3 separate regions of the Mus musculus genome follow, and all the other regions are linked to region 3. A link is a contact called in public HiChIP or PLAC-seq data. All regions are on one chromosome and are shown on one strand. The core of a region is the stretch at or near the end of the contact, and the rest is flanking DNA. Distances in the headings are between cores, read along the strand shown.

Region 1 (4,514 bases), core at 822-3,321, 1.8 Mb after region 3:
ACAGGCCAGAGTTATCTGAGGAAGTCTCCACTGGTGGACCGCTTCAAACCTACTGACCTGTGTGGGCATCTCTGTGAGCATTTTCTTGATTGTTCACTAATGTGGGCAATACAAGCCCTGGGAAGGTGGCCCTGGGTTATGTAAGAAAAGCTGGCTTAGTAATAGCCAGGGGAGCCAGCCAGTAACTAGTATTCTTCTGAGGTCAGTGCTTCAGGTTCCTGCTTTGAGTTCCTGTCTTGGTGTTCTTCAACAATGGACTAGAACCTGTAAACTGAAATAAACCCTTTCCTCCCCAAGTTGCCTTTGGTCAGTGTTATCACAGCAACAGAAAAATAACTAGGACAGTCATCTAGGTTGAAGTCACAGTGGCCTTGTATAAAATAGGTCATCTCTACCCCCATTGCTCAACAGCTATTATTTTGTAAGTGACATCAATTCCCTTGCTTTTCAGAGAGCACTAAAACCCTTTGTCCTTGCTTTTATCCAGGTATAACACACCCCACAGAAACTGATTCCACAAGAAAAGACAAAAAAAAGTATCAATATTTATGACCATGTATTGAGCCTTTCAAAGTCCAGAGCATCTTCTCATTATCTCACTTGGTTCCCACTACAGCCCTGTGAGGTAGGAATTATCCCCCTCAAAGAGCACCTTCCCCAGTACTACTTGTGATATTACCAATTTGACGGGGCAGCAACACTGCTGTGGGCTAGTGGTCCTGGACTGAATAAAAGGAAGGAAGTGAGTTGAGCCCCAGAATCCATCTCTGTTTCTTAGTTGTGGATGCAAACGGGACCGGCTGCCAGGAGCCCCCACTGGGATGATGTACCATATCCTCAAACTGTGAGCCCAAATAAGTCTCTGAGTTGCTTTTGTCAGATATTTTTCACAGCAATAAGAAAAGTATCAAACTATACAATAAACTGTACTATGAAGATCTATTGGCTTGGAAAAGTGAATCCTCTGGGTGAAAGACAGTAAGTATATAGACACCTGAATATTGCTGCAGATAGTTCCTCGGGTAAGGACCCTAAGGGTAGAACTTACAAGAACATCAGGGTGAAACCTTTTCTCTAAAGCAAAGGTTACAGGGAAGGAGTAATGCAAGCCCTGTGGTCTGGGAGGACTGACTGACTCTTCTCTTCTTCCTCTGAACTCACCACTTCTTCCAAGTCACCATTTTTCCCTCTATACACTGACAAATTCACTGTTTCCATTCACGAAACATTTACTGACCTGGAACTATTCCATAAATATTGCTATTTAAATTTATCAAAATTAAGTAAAATAAGAAATTTGGTTCTTCTAGTCTGCCAGTCCCAAATTACACCCCAAACCCATTTAACAGCACAGATTATTGAACGTTCTATTAGTGTTGTATTGGACAGCCAATGCCACAAGAATGAAAATCTTTCAGTAGCTGGAAGGCTGAGGCAGGAGGATACTCAGCTGGAAGCCAGTCTGTAGTCCAAAAAGGCGAGAGAAAAGGGAGAAGGGATAGACAGCGGACTTATTATGAATGAATCTGTGTCTCTTGCCTTTGAGATCTGGAGGCTTTGGAATGAAGGAAAACTAACACTCTTCCTGTAACCTAGGATCTGTGACTACGTGGTTCTACCTCCTAACACCACGACATAGGTACCATTGTTATGCCCGCTGTACGACTATTACAAGACCCCATGACCAAGGTTCGTGGGCTACAAAGGAACAAGTGATCTAGCCTGCTTGTGGGGCTTCAGAAAGGCTTTGGGGCAAGTGGAGATCAAAATCTATTTGTCCACACCAAAATACTTCCTGAGTATCACCGGAGCCTGTCTACAGAGTTCATTCATTCCCTGCTTCCTCGGGCGATCTGCGGGCGGTCCGGGTCTCTACCCTGAAGCTTCACACTACGCAACTCTCTGACCGGGTTTCCTTCTGCGAGCCTGTTGCCTGAGGTCGCACCGGAATCCAAGACATACGCCAACCTCTTTCTCCGCGTGTGGGCCTAAGGCTCGGCTCCTCCGCCCGCGCGCGTCACCCGCCTGGCGCACAGAGGCTTGGAACGCGCGTCCCGGCGGGTCCCGCCCGCGTCCCGCCCGGCCCGACCAGCGGCGGGGCGCCTACCCTCGCAGATCTGATCCCATAGGCTCTTCCCCGGCGGCTCGACGACCTGCGGGGGTGACACGAGCACTTCGGGAGACCCGGGCGACACTGCGGGCACCGGCGTGCGCGTAGTGATCGGCGAATCCGCGGAGCCGCTCGCCTCCTCACGCAGCACGCTGCGGCTGGATACAAGTCTCGGCGCCGCCATGGACGCGGTTTCTACAGCAACCCAGGGCACCGGGAGGCCGCGACCCGGAAGGAGAAGGATTTCGAGGGGGCGGGCCAGAAAGTCGAAGCTGACTTCCGGATCGCGGCTGCGCGGCTGCTCACGCGGGGACGCTTGGCCTGCTAGCGAACCAGGTGAGTGCGGGTGGTTTGTGCGGGGCCCCGAGGAAGGTGCTGCACGCTGGGGGAGAGGAAAACAAAGATAAGTCACCCCCAACTCGCCTGCAGCCCTCGGTTTCTCTCCAAGCCGTCCCGCCTTGGAGTAGGCATGGGGATGATCCTGGCTAGCAAGCAGCCTGCGGTTGGTGAGGGCAGCACACGCTCCTCTGGCTCGAGTCCGTGTTTTGCACCTTGTTGACTTTGAGACCTAGTGAGTTACAGTCTCCGAGGCCTGTGAGGCTTATTGGTCACACTAACCCTATCCACTGCTGCCGCGGGAATTTAAGAGTGCCTTCACACTGGGCATAGTGGCCCACGTCTATAACCCCGGCACGCGGGATGCAGATCAGCCCTAGCGACGTAGTCAAACTTTGTCTCAAAAACAAGGCGCTTTTGAAGAAAGCTTGTGTTTGCAGGTGATGCAGTGTAGGTTCGGTTCCACTTCTCGCGAGTGAAGTACAGTTAAAGGGATGGAAAAGAGTATGTTGCTGTTGGCTGAGTGGCAAAACAAAGAAGTGGGTTAAGCTGACGCCTGGGACCTTTTTGTCCGGGTTATTTTTCGTGATCACTGGCCCTAATCCTGTAGAATCATCATGGTCTTACTTGATACTGGCCTGTCGGGACTTGTATCTTTCTCTCCTTTGTGAGTCCCCTTCCTATGTCCTCTAAAAGTCAGTATGTCTTGAGGCCCAGTTATGTTTTCTTGTTAATTATCATCCCTGAAGTCCTGTTTATGTCGTCTCTGTTGGCGAGAGTGACTTCCTTGCCTCAGCCCTACAGTACACATGCTGAGTGAGTTATATCAAGGCAGCTGTTTCATCCAGCTGCCCAGTCACCCTCCACTTCTGCCTCAAGGGTTGACTCTACCATCCTATTGGTCAAACTGGAAAACCATGTTCAATATTATGGAGTTGAGAAAAATGCCACCATAATATTGGTGTATAAGATTATACATGTCTGTGGGGGCATCTTCTTTCTTTCTTTCTTTCTTTCTTTTTTTTTTTTTTTTGGTTTATCTGTATAGCTCTGGCTGTCCTGGAACTCACTTTGTAGACCAGGCTGGCCTTGAACTCAGAAATCTGCCTGCCTCTGGCTCCGGAGTGCTGGGATTAAAGGTGTGCGCCTAAAGCAAGGTGAGAGTGGACTTGATATGGCTCAAGTCTGGCCTAGATCTTTGAAGCTGCCCAGAGCAAGCTGAATCCTTTGTGGAGCATGTTAGCGCCGAAGCCAAGGAGAGGTGCAGGATAGAGAAGCTCCTGGACCCTTAATTTCCACCTCTTTCCTTAGAAGCCTCCCATGTTTTGTCTCTAGTCCACAGAGTAGCAAGAAGCATACTGGTGATCATAGTGAAAGCCATGTATTGAATCCCCGGCCACTTGTCGTAAGTGCTTCTGTTTTTCCCGAGGAAAGCCAGGTAATGAAGGTTTCCATGTGTTATGGCCACATGTTAATTCCTAGCAGTCACTTTGAAACTGAAGACAGTGCTTGCAGCTGTCTTGTAGACTGAGATAGCCCAACTTGTGTACCTTCTGGTTCAGCCTTTATATGGATGATAAAACCGGAGTCCAGAGGGGCCAAGGGTATAAAGCAAGGAAGTGTACCAGTGTTTCTATTTGACCCAAGAGTTTGGAGTCCTGGCTGGGGCTTGTCTCTCTTTGCCACGTTGTTTAAGTAGCTTGGGATGGTAAGAGTTGGAACAGGGGGATTCCTTTGTAGACCTAGAGCAGGAACACTCGACAAATGAGCCAGAGGAAAGAGCTGACTATTAACTGTGCCATTTATTGGATCTGGTGGAAGACTGCTTGGATGTTCTCTCTGCTTCATCTGGTTTTTAAAAAAAAAAAAATGTCATGGAAGCCAGCTAAAGTCTTGATCACAGCTGTGTCTTGCAGTGCTGGCTTGAGTAGGCGCTTGGTAAATATCTGTTGAATATAGGTCTGTCTGGAGGTTTCAGGGAGATGGTGGACAAGGAATCAAGTGCTCAAAGCCTTTTCTCTGGGCTTTCCCGGCACCTCTCTGAGGATGGATGTGTTCTTTCCTTCCA
Region 2 (4,581 bases), core at 120-2,619, 1.9 Mb after region 3:
GGTGAAGCCAACCCACGGTGTGATACGGCACCACGCTGACGTGCTGTGTCCTTAAGTGGTCACTTAAGAGTCTGCAGGGTGGAGTGAATTAAAGTGTCCGGCCAAAAAGCCAGAGGGTTGATGTTGGTTATGTTCAAGGCCTAGCGCTACAAATTTCTTTCATGCTCAAACGCAGAAATTTTGCCCCTGAGATGCAAGGTCTCCAACGTCCAACCACATTATCATCCGCTTATCCTATGTGGGTTCTTTATCGACACAAATCACCTGTGACAACCTAAAGGTCACCTCACTTCTAAGCACAAAAAGGCCCGTATGCCAGTCACTTGGGTACACACTATTCCTTCCTGCTTGGTGAGCTCGTATGCATCCTGCAAGACCCAGTTGAAGGCTCTTCTCTGCAGTCTACCCAAGCCGCCAGGGGAGTTGACTGACTGCCCCCTCTCTCCTTTGGGCGTGTCCTCTCTCTAATACGTTCTACTACGTTGAACAACGAGGTAAAGAAGCGTGTCTGGGGACCCTACATAGAGTAGGGTGAATGGTCCCACTTTACAGATGAGAAAGTCTAAGGAGCTCAAGGAACAAGCGACCAGGTCTCCCAGGTGCAGACTCCGGGCGAATTCATCCCCTTCCCCAGAACTCCCAGGCGTGCCAACGTCTCCCAAGGAGGCGGAAGCCTTGGATGGAGTCCGTCTGAGTGAAGGAGCTGCGGAACAGAGGAGAGGAGCAGAGTACTGACAGCGGTTCTGCTCTTCCGTAGTCCTGACAGCCCGGGCGGGGACGGAGGCCACCGATCCCAACAAGGAGGACTGCCCACCCCCACTGAGAGGAGCCCTCCCCGAAGCCTACTAGCGGGTTTTTCCTTACCAGGGAAAGACAGCCATCTTCCCAGTCACATGATCGCCTGTTTTCCGCGTCCAGCCCCTTTTCTCACATCCAGGGAAGCTCGGCCCCGCCCCAGACGCCATGATTGTGAAGGGCAGCTTCCGCTCTGAAGATCCCGGGCTCCGTCATCCGCCATGATTGTGAGGGGCAACTTCCTCCGGATTCCGATCCTCCGCAGTTGTATCGGGCAATGGCCCGGCAAAACCCAAGCTCCGTCATCGGCCTTGATTTTATTTTTTCTTTTTATTTTGTTAATAGAAATCCATTTACGTCTGCCTCCGAATGATGGGATTAAAGGCCTGCATCACCACGCCTTGCTTAAATCCCATTCGTATTATGTAAATATGTGCACGGAGGTCAGTGGATAACGGACAGGTGTTGGTCCTTTCTTCGCTTGGCACTAGATGCCATTACCTTCTGAGCCATCCCATTCACACACACACACACACACACACACACACACACGATGCCATTACCTTCTGAGCCATCCCATTCACACACACACACACACACACACACACACACACACACACACACACACACACACACACCGCCCCCCAGTCTTGTAAGGGGTAAGACGCCACTGGCTGCTTGGCCCGCCTGCGCCCTCTAGTGACAAAAAGGAGTGCACACACCCATCCCTGCTGAGGGCCAGACACAAGTGATTATGAAGTGAATTCTGTTTGGTGTGGGTTCTCTTCATGCTTCGTAAGGATGAACACTTTGGGCATTTTCCCCCCACTACTGACAATCTACGTCCGAATACGGGCAAGCAAGTTCTGTTCTTGACCACAGAACTTTGGCGCTCCTGTTTTAAGCCCCACCCCACCCCACCCCCATGGATAAATTATGATAGGGTGACTGCACTCAATGCACTTTGCCCACTCCCTTCTCAATAGAAACTTCTGGAGTATCTATCATTAATCACTTGTTTTTGGAAAACTGATGCTCAAAGCTGGTGAGTGTCAAACTCTAACTCAAATAAGAATGGATTAAGACTGGGAAATTAGCAGACTGTCTATTCATACCATCCTGGTTCTACTCCCAAGTGCATTTCCTTATGGAAAGAGCAGCATCCTCTTATGCGTTCTGGAAAAGGCAACGGAATATACTTTAACTAGGACTGACATTTTCAGAGTCCCAGTTTCTTCCTCTGTGAAACTGAGCTAACTGCTAAGGTGACAGGAGGTTATAAAATCCCTGTCTCCGGGGCAAACCTCAGATGCTGTAGTTAGTGAGGCAGGCAAGACAGGCTGCTCTTGGTTGGCCTTTGCTCTCAGAGCCTTTCTCTCTGTAGCGCTGACCCTGGTCTATAACAGAGCAGGGCATCTACTGTAAATGGGCATGCCACTTGCCTGGGGACTGTAAAACAGTGGCTCTGGGATAGTTGTGTGTACAATTCTAGGGGACACTGCTGTTGGTGGTTCCTTTGAAAGAATGGTAGCAGTTTGGGTGGTAAGAAGCAACTATGAGGCACTAAAGGCAGGGGACCAATTGTCCTTCGTACATTCGTCAAACCCATCCCATCTTATGTATAAAATAGATGATGGGGAACTATCATAAAACAGGCTACATTTCTGGAAAGGATAGATAACTAAAGGGTTCTTCTTACCACATGCTAAGACCATGGTTTTGTGGCATCTCTGTCAGTGTCCCTAAAGAACTGTAAAATCTGGGCTGGAGAAATGCGTTATCTGGTAAGCACTTGCTGTTCTTCCAGAAAACCCAGATTTGATTTCTAGAACCCAAACTCACAACCATCTGTATCTCCAGTCCCAGGGGATCTGATGCCCTCTTCTGGCCTACAGAGGTACATGTGGTATAGAGACACACATACAGGCAAAATATTTATATACATCAAATAACTAAGTCTAAAAAAAAGAATCTTTTAAAGAAACTGGAGAAGGGCCATGGAAAAACACTGAATATAGAGAGCAGTTTTAAATGGAAACATTTTGTTCCTTTGCTTACATTGTTGTTGAAAATGGTTTTACTTTGTAGTCCTGGCTGGCCTGGAGGTATTGGTCCTCTGCCTTAGCCTGGTAGGTGCTAGGGTTGTTGGCATGGGACACTGCACTCAGCTTCTAATTGTGTGTGTGTGGCATGTGCACATGTCTGATTGTCCATGTATGAGCATATGGAGGCCAGAGGTCAATAGCTAGTATTTTCCTTTATTACTCTCCAACTTACGTTTTGAGACAGCACACCTTTCTCCCCCTCTCCCCCTCCCTCCCTCCCCTCCTCCTTCTTCCTCTCTCTCTCTCTCTCTCTCTCTCTCTCTCTCTCTCTCTCGTTCTCTCCCTCTCTCTCTTGTTCTCTCCCTCTCTCTGGCTTTCTGTCTGTCTCCTTGAATTTGAAGCTGTGAATGGCTGGCCAGCAAGCCTGTCAACGCTATCCCCACACAGAGGTATTTGGGTTGCAGGTGCACACCTTTTGCCATTTTGACACAGGCACTAGGGATCTAGAAAGTCTTCATGCTTGCACAGCAAGCGCTTTGTCCAGATGGCTCCCCAAATCCAATTTTTAAATCTATTTATATGTATTGGTGTGTTTCCTGCATGTATGTTGCTGTATCATGCATATATCTGTGGAGGCCAGAAGAGGATTTCAGGATACCCTGAAGCTGGATAATTGGGAGGTCACCATTGAGTGCTGAAAATCAAACTGGGTCCTCTGGAAGAAGACCAATGTTCTTAGCTGAGCCGTCTCGTCTCTCAGGTCTTAAACTTATTTTTAACTGATATATGACAGGTCTGACACAACTCTTAGGGATGTTGTTACAGTTATCAAAGAAGCTGCACTGCATTCTATCCCAAGATCTTTGTTTTTAGAACTTAATGTGGTGCTAGGGGTGGAACCTCAGACTTGGTGCCTGCTTAGTGTGCTGGCTGGTCTTATGTCTACTTGACACAAGCTAGAGTTATCTGAAAGGAGGTAGCCTCAATTGAGAAAGTGCCTCTATAAGATCAGGCTGGGAGAATGCCCAGCCCACTGTGGAAGGCCCCGTCCCTGGGCTGGTAGTCCTGGGTTCTCTAAGAAAGCTGGCTGGGTGAAGGCACTCCTCCATGGCCTGTGTCAGCTCCTGTGTCCAGGTTCTGGCCCTGTTTGAGTTTCTGTCCCGAATCCCTTGGATGATGAAGTAATGTGGAAGTATAAGCAGAATAAGCAAACCCTTTCCTCCCCAACTTGCTTTTTGGTCATGATGTTTCACACAGTGATAGAAACCCTAAGACCCCAGGAGAGCGCTCTCCCACCAGCAGCGGCTCTACTCATCCTTCAGAGCTTGCCTTTCATGGGGAGTTGAGCGGAGACTGGAGGTTGCTCATGGGACATGGACCTCTGATGGAACCAGACCTTCATTCTTAGAATTTGGTATATTACAGCATCAGTGATTTCTGGCCACTTCCTTGCAGATAGCTAAACGCAACATCCCAGCAAGAACTGACAGCTAGCTACTAGGTGACATTAACCCCCCACTGTGAAAGGCAGAGGCTGCACAATGAGAGCCACTTGAACATTCTCTGTCCTCTGCTTCTCCACTGCTCTTGGCCAGTGTCTCACTCCTAAGAAGCAAGGACATTATCAACTGTAGCAGCAGACAGCCAGGCTTCCTGTGAAACAATGACCTATGCCTATCCGGGGCTCGAGCTGTAAACGGTCACCTGAGTCACCGTTTTTTGGCCACATGTTCGTTCCTCA
Region 3 (4,739 bases), core at 667-3,166:
CTCCCATTCCACATCCTATTTGTGCTCCTTGTGATTGTCTCACTGATTTGAGAGATGTAATTATTTTTACTTTTGATTATTTACTTCGTATAAGTATTGTTGATGTTTTCTTTCCAAGGGCATTTAGAAAGCTCACTATCTATTCACTATCCTTATTTAGAAAATTCACCAGTGTCAAAGGATCAGTGGGGCAGGAAGGTTGCCACACGGTACAGCCACAGCCACCACGCACAGAGCTGGACAAGCCTACCGTTCGCACTCTCTCTGCAGCTGCTTCCCTTTCTCAGACAGTTTCCCTTTCTGCAAACTTTGGGCTACTGTCCCTTTCATGTCTTTGCCAACTCACAGGCAAAGACTTCAACTCCAAATCTGAGTGCTGTATTTATTCTCCTCTTGCTTTCTCTCGAGTGGCCTTTGCAACATCAGCTCTGGAAGGCTGCACCGTTCTGCTCTTATATAATGTATAGTAGCACTTCCCTTCCCCGAGCTGCCTTGCCTTGCTCGTGGGCATTCCAGCCACTACCTACAGGGATTCCACCTAAAAGATCTTTTTCCAATAAGGATCTCTCTACTCAACAGTGCGAACCTTTCTTTGCTCCTAAGCATGTGATACTTAGAAAGTCTCACAAAGGAGTCTCTACACATACAGTCAGAGTAAAAACAACGGTGATAATGAACTGAATGTCTGTTCACACATATAGTCAAGTACACTGTCTGGAGTCAGCAACACTTTCAGAAACAGCCCACAGGTATTACCAAACTCCACATGATTCCCAAACTCTCTTTTTATGTGTTACAATTAACAGCTCTGCTAAAACTCTACAGCCAAGACAAGTGGAATTCTTCAGTGTTATGTTAATAACCAGTACATCTGGCAGCATGATTTTGTGTTACTAGGTCTAGGTTAGAGAGGAAGAAGAAAGCAACAAATGTCCCAGCTACCGTTTTGTTTTGTTTTGTTTTAAGAGCTAAAAATATTGCTGGATAAATTGAGAACCCTATGCGGCACTTAAGAAGTTTGACAGCACAACGATACATTTTATAAGAAATCATTTGAAGGGTCCCACTCCTCATTCCCCTTCACCTTCGCTGAACAAGCAGTTCAAATACAAGACCGTTCCTTAATTCTGAGCAGTTCTCCTGACAGCTGTGTACATTAATTAAAGGTTTGGTCTCGCAGGTCTAGGTGAGAAAGAGAGAAGCAAGGGAGGGCTGGAGCTGAGAACCCTGCCAGCGCATTCACCTGGGATACCCTTCGGAAAGATGCCCGCCTCTTTCTTGAGGACACCCCACACACACACACACACACAGACACCCGCCTCCAGCGCCAACGTTCCAGCAGGCACTGCCTCTGGGGCTGCCTGCGACTCTAATGTGTTATTTAATTTTCTAACTACTATTAAGATATCTCCAGCGCGCGCGTGTGTGCGTGAGATGCGCTGGAATGAAAGATGCTCCATAAAATGAAGTTTATTATTAGTATTATTATAGCTCCCCCCAGGCCTAAAAATAAAGCAAAGACTATAACCACAGACACTTCAAAGGGGAAAGGGGGAGCCACGGCAAACAGCCTCCGCCGGCCCCCCCACCCCGGCGCCGACCTTTAACCCTCGGGATCGCCGACCCGGGGGACCGCCACCCTCCCGGCCCGCGCACGCCGCTCACCCGCCGACTCCCCGGTGTTGATCCAGTCCGGGTTGGCGATGCTGGCGATGGCGAAGATATCGGCGGCCAGAAAGAGACATCCTGAGATGATGGTCAGTTTATCCATCGCCCCGCCCCGCTCCCCCCACCCCCCACCGCAGGGCAGGCCGCGGCCTCACTCCTCGCGCCCCATGGGCCGCCGGGCCCCGGGGTCCCCGCGCCGCCGCCCTCGGCCCTCGGCCCGCGCCGCGCGCTCGCGCCCTCCGCGCCGGGACCCGCAGCCGCCGCCCGCCCCGGAACTGCTCGGCCCGCCCGCCCCTCACCCGGAAGCGAAACCGCGCGCCGGCCGGCGGCGCCCAGGACTGCCCTGCAGAGCCTTCCCGAGGGGGCGTCGGCTCAGCCCGGCGCTCGGGGCTGCTACGGTGGTTCGGGTCGGAGACCCCTGAGATCTTAAAGATTTGTCCAGTGAGAATTAGGTGCAGACTGTTCCAGAGACAAGGAAACAGTCACTGGGGAGAGAGAAAGTGGATGTCAGGTTCAGGGACCTGCAGAACGGCCCGTGTGACTAGAGAGTGAGTGGCAGGAGAAAAGGTAGGCAGAGGCCAGAGGTGGCATTCGGGGTGGGCACGCGCCTACGAATCCCAGCTCTCGGGAAGCGGAAGCTGGAAAGACACCAGTTCCATGACAACCTAGGCTAAACAGGGAGATCCTGTCTTTAAATTCACCAAATGTGTATTTGGATTTTGTTCCAGATGCAATGGGAAGGAACTGGAGGATTTTCGACCAGGATAGTGACATGACCTTATTTGGTTTGTGAAGATCTGTGGTATAAATAGATTATAATGGGGGGAGGGGCAGCGAATGTAGGGACACCAGAAATGGCCCCGCAGTCTAAGACAGAGAATTGTGGTTTTTAGTTATGGTAGTCAAGAAAGAGAAAAATGAGCAGATGTGTGTGTTTTGCAGACAGAAGGAAGAACTTGCTGATAACAGAGAAAGCGATGAAGAATAACCTGAAATGTTTGTTAGTTTGCCCCTACCAGGTGTTTAGTGATATTTACAGAGTAAGGTTGTGGGGAGAGCCTTAGATTTAGTGCATAAACAGGAAACAATAATATGAATTGTTATAATAACAGGATTTGTCTACGATTTTGCTACCCCCTGGAGGTTTCCTTCCACCGTGGCTCTCTGCTAAATCACCATTAACCCTGACTTTATATCCATCTCTTTCTTAGCACTCCATAGAGCAAATGGAGATGATTTTTCTACTTAAGTACCACCTAAGCTATCTCTAGAAAGACCTAGAAGAGCGACTTTTGTCTCTATTTTTGGGATGCCTACATGTCCACAAAACTCAGGAGGTTTCAAATTCCACCAAATCCAGCATCCTTTCGTAATGGGCACCAGTGCCACCACGTAGATTGGGGAAAATGGAGTTGATTGCTGGTCTAAAGACTTTTCAGCCCAAACATTGGTCTCTTGGGGCAAGTATTTTTTTAAAAGTGCATATTTAATTACATAATTTATTTTTCCTCTGCCATTGACACTGACTCAGGTAATTCATGTTTCCTGGGGATCCAGATAGAATGCCTATCAGTTGCTGCAGTAGCTCTTCCCTTTCTTGTTCTAAAGACTGGGGAAGTTCTAAGGAGCCATAGTTTTGGCTTTGTTGTTGTTGTTGTTGTTGTTTATGTTTGTTTGTTTTTTCAAGACAGGGTATAGCCCTGGTTGTCCTGGAACTCATTTTGTAGACCAGGCTGGCCTCGAACTCAGAAATCTGCCTGCCTGTGCCTTGCCTCCCAAGTGCTGGGATTAAAGGCGTGTGCCACCACCGCCCGGCTTAGTTTTGGCTTATCTGCTGTTTTGATTGTCCAGAATAAAAGGAGCTGTAACTATAACAGAGAGGATTCCTGACTAATACCCATTGATGTTCATAACTGATCAAGGCCAAATGTTGGAACAGTTTGCGACTGTTTTAACTCCAGCTCTGTGGGATGACGATACTTTAATTCTTGAGTTTGAAAAAAAAATGTATAAATTCTTCCTTTTACCCCAACAGTATTTACCAGGACATCTTGAAGTATATGTATTCTTCTATTCAAGATTCTAGACCTGTGATTAAAATGTGTGTGTGTGCATGTGTGTACATGTGTGTGTGTATGTATTCGTGTGTGCTTGCGTGGGTGTGTATGAGTGTATGTGTGTTAGAAGGATTAAAAAACATTCTCCATCCTTCTCCAGGGGTTTCGTATCATTGTAGATAACAGCGATTCACCTGGTCTTTTCCTACAAGTAAGACAGGCATAGTAATTAGGAGGCAAGCACAGTGCTCACACAGTTCCCACCACTTCCCATTTTAGCCGCACGCTCTGTTTGTCTCCAATCGCGCTGATAATTCAGAGTCCCATGTCTCTGCAGTAACAGGACAACACAGTTCCCTTCTCTACAGCTCTACCTACATTTTAACAGAAGCAAAACTGAGGGGCAATGAGGGGGTGGGGTGGGGGGAGAGCAAAATGATGGAGAAGTATGTGCTAATTCCAGCCCTGCTGCTAACTTGAACTGAGAAGTCCATGTCCTTGCTTTGAGCCTCTTTTTCCTCTCCTCCTGAACAGACCTTGTGTGCAGCAGAGGCATCTCATCACTCACCTGAGTAAACAGCTGGGATCTTTCTATTCGGAGATGAGCCACCATGCCCCTTACGGTGGAGAGTCCTTGGAGACCCAGAAGAACATAGACGGCCCCCAGGAGGGCTCTGTGCTGGCAGGCTAAAGACAGAAATAGCCATACGGTGGCTGTTAAAGGGATGAGACTGTGGCGTGCTTTCTTGTGATAGATGGTAGGACTCAGCTCGGAAGAAGCTGACTCCAGATGGGACTTCAGGGAAAACGGGAAGAAACCGTGCCATTACTCTGCACTTGAAGGAGCATCTTTGGCCTGACAGGATAATGAACACACTTCCTCTCTCAGTCAGGTTTACTGCGTGGGCCGAGAGAGTGGCAGCTATGTTGCATATTTGTGCCTGGGATTCTTAGGGTGGGAGAAGACAACAGTCAAATCCAGAGGTTAGCTTACACCCAGGGATCAAATGGCAA

The links. HiChIP or PLAC-seq counts read pairs in DNA pulled down with a chosen protein or histone mark.
Region 1: a contact with region 3 is called in an H3K27ac HiChIP or PLAC-seq map of embryonic stem cells, with 6 times the contacts expected there. The contact joins the promoter of Knop1 here to the promoter of Mosmo in region 3. A contact is called at or near these places in 3 of 39 promoter capture datasets (hippocampal neurons, liver and pre-B cells), 1 of 15 datasets of contacts at CTCF or cohesin (large pre-B cells), 2 of 115 datasets of contacts at active chromatin or transcription factors (embryonic stem cells and thymic regulatory T cells) and 1 of 9 other capture datasets (adipose tissue).
Region 2: an H3K4me3 HiChIP or PLAC-seq map of embryonic stem cells shows a contact between it and region 3, with 7 times the contacts expected there. The contact joins the promoter of Vps35l here to the promoter of Mosmo in region 3. A contact is called at or near these places in 2 of 39 promoter capture datasets (the HPC-7 cell line and liver) and 5 of 115 datasets of contacts at active chromatin or transcription factors (astrocytes, embryonic stem cells, large pre-B cells and 2 more).

The regions. Positions count from the first base shown.
Region 1 is chr7:118,853,555-118,858,068 of GRCm38.p6, reverse strand. It overlaps Knop1 (lysine rich nucleolar protein 1), which reads left to right and starts at 2,071. Exons shown (of 5, transcript NM_023197.3): 1 at 2,071-2,446. The coding sequence starts at 2,293. Iqck (IQ motif containing K) reads right to left here and starts at 2,317. Exons shown (of 9, transcript NM_001374605.1): 1 at 2,108-2,317. The coding sequence starts at 2,294.
Region 2 is chr7:118,737,059-118,741,639 of GRCm38.p6, reverse strand. Vps35l (VPS35 endosomal protein sorting factor like) reads right to left here and starts at 1,369. Exons shown (of 31, transcript NM_027815.4): 1 at 865-1,369. The coding sequence starts at 965.
Region 3 is chr7:120,674,797-120,679,535 of GRCm38.p6, reverse strand. It overlaps Mosmo (modulator of smoothened), which reads right to left and starts at 1,916. Exons shown (of 3, transcript NM_001164580.1): 1 at 1,666-1,916. The coding sequence starts at 1,771. It also overlaps a transcript of Pdzd9 not described here.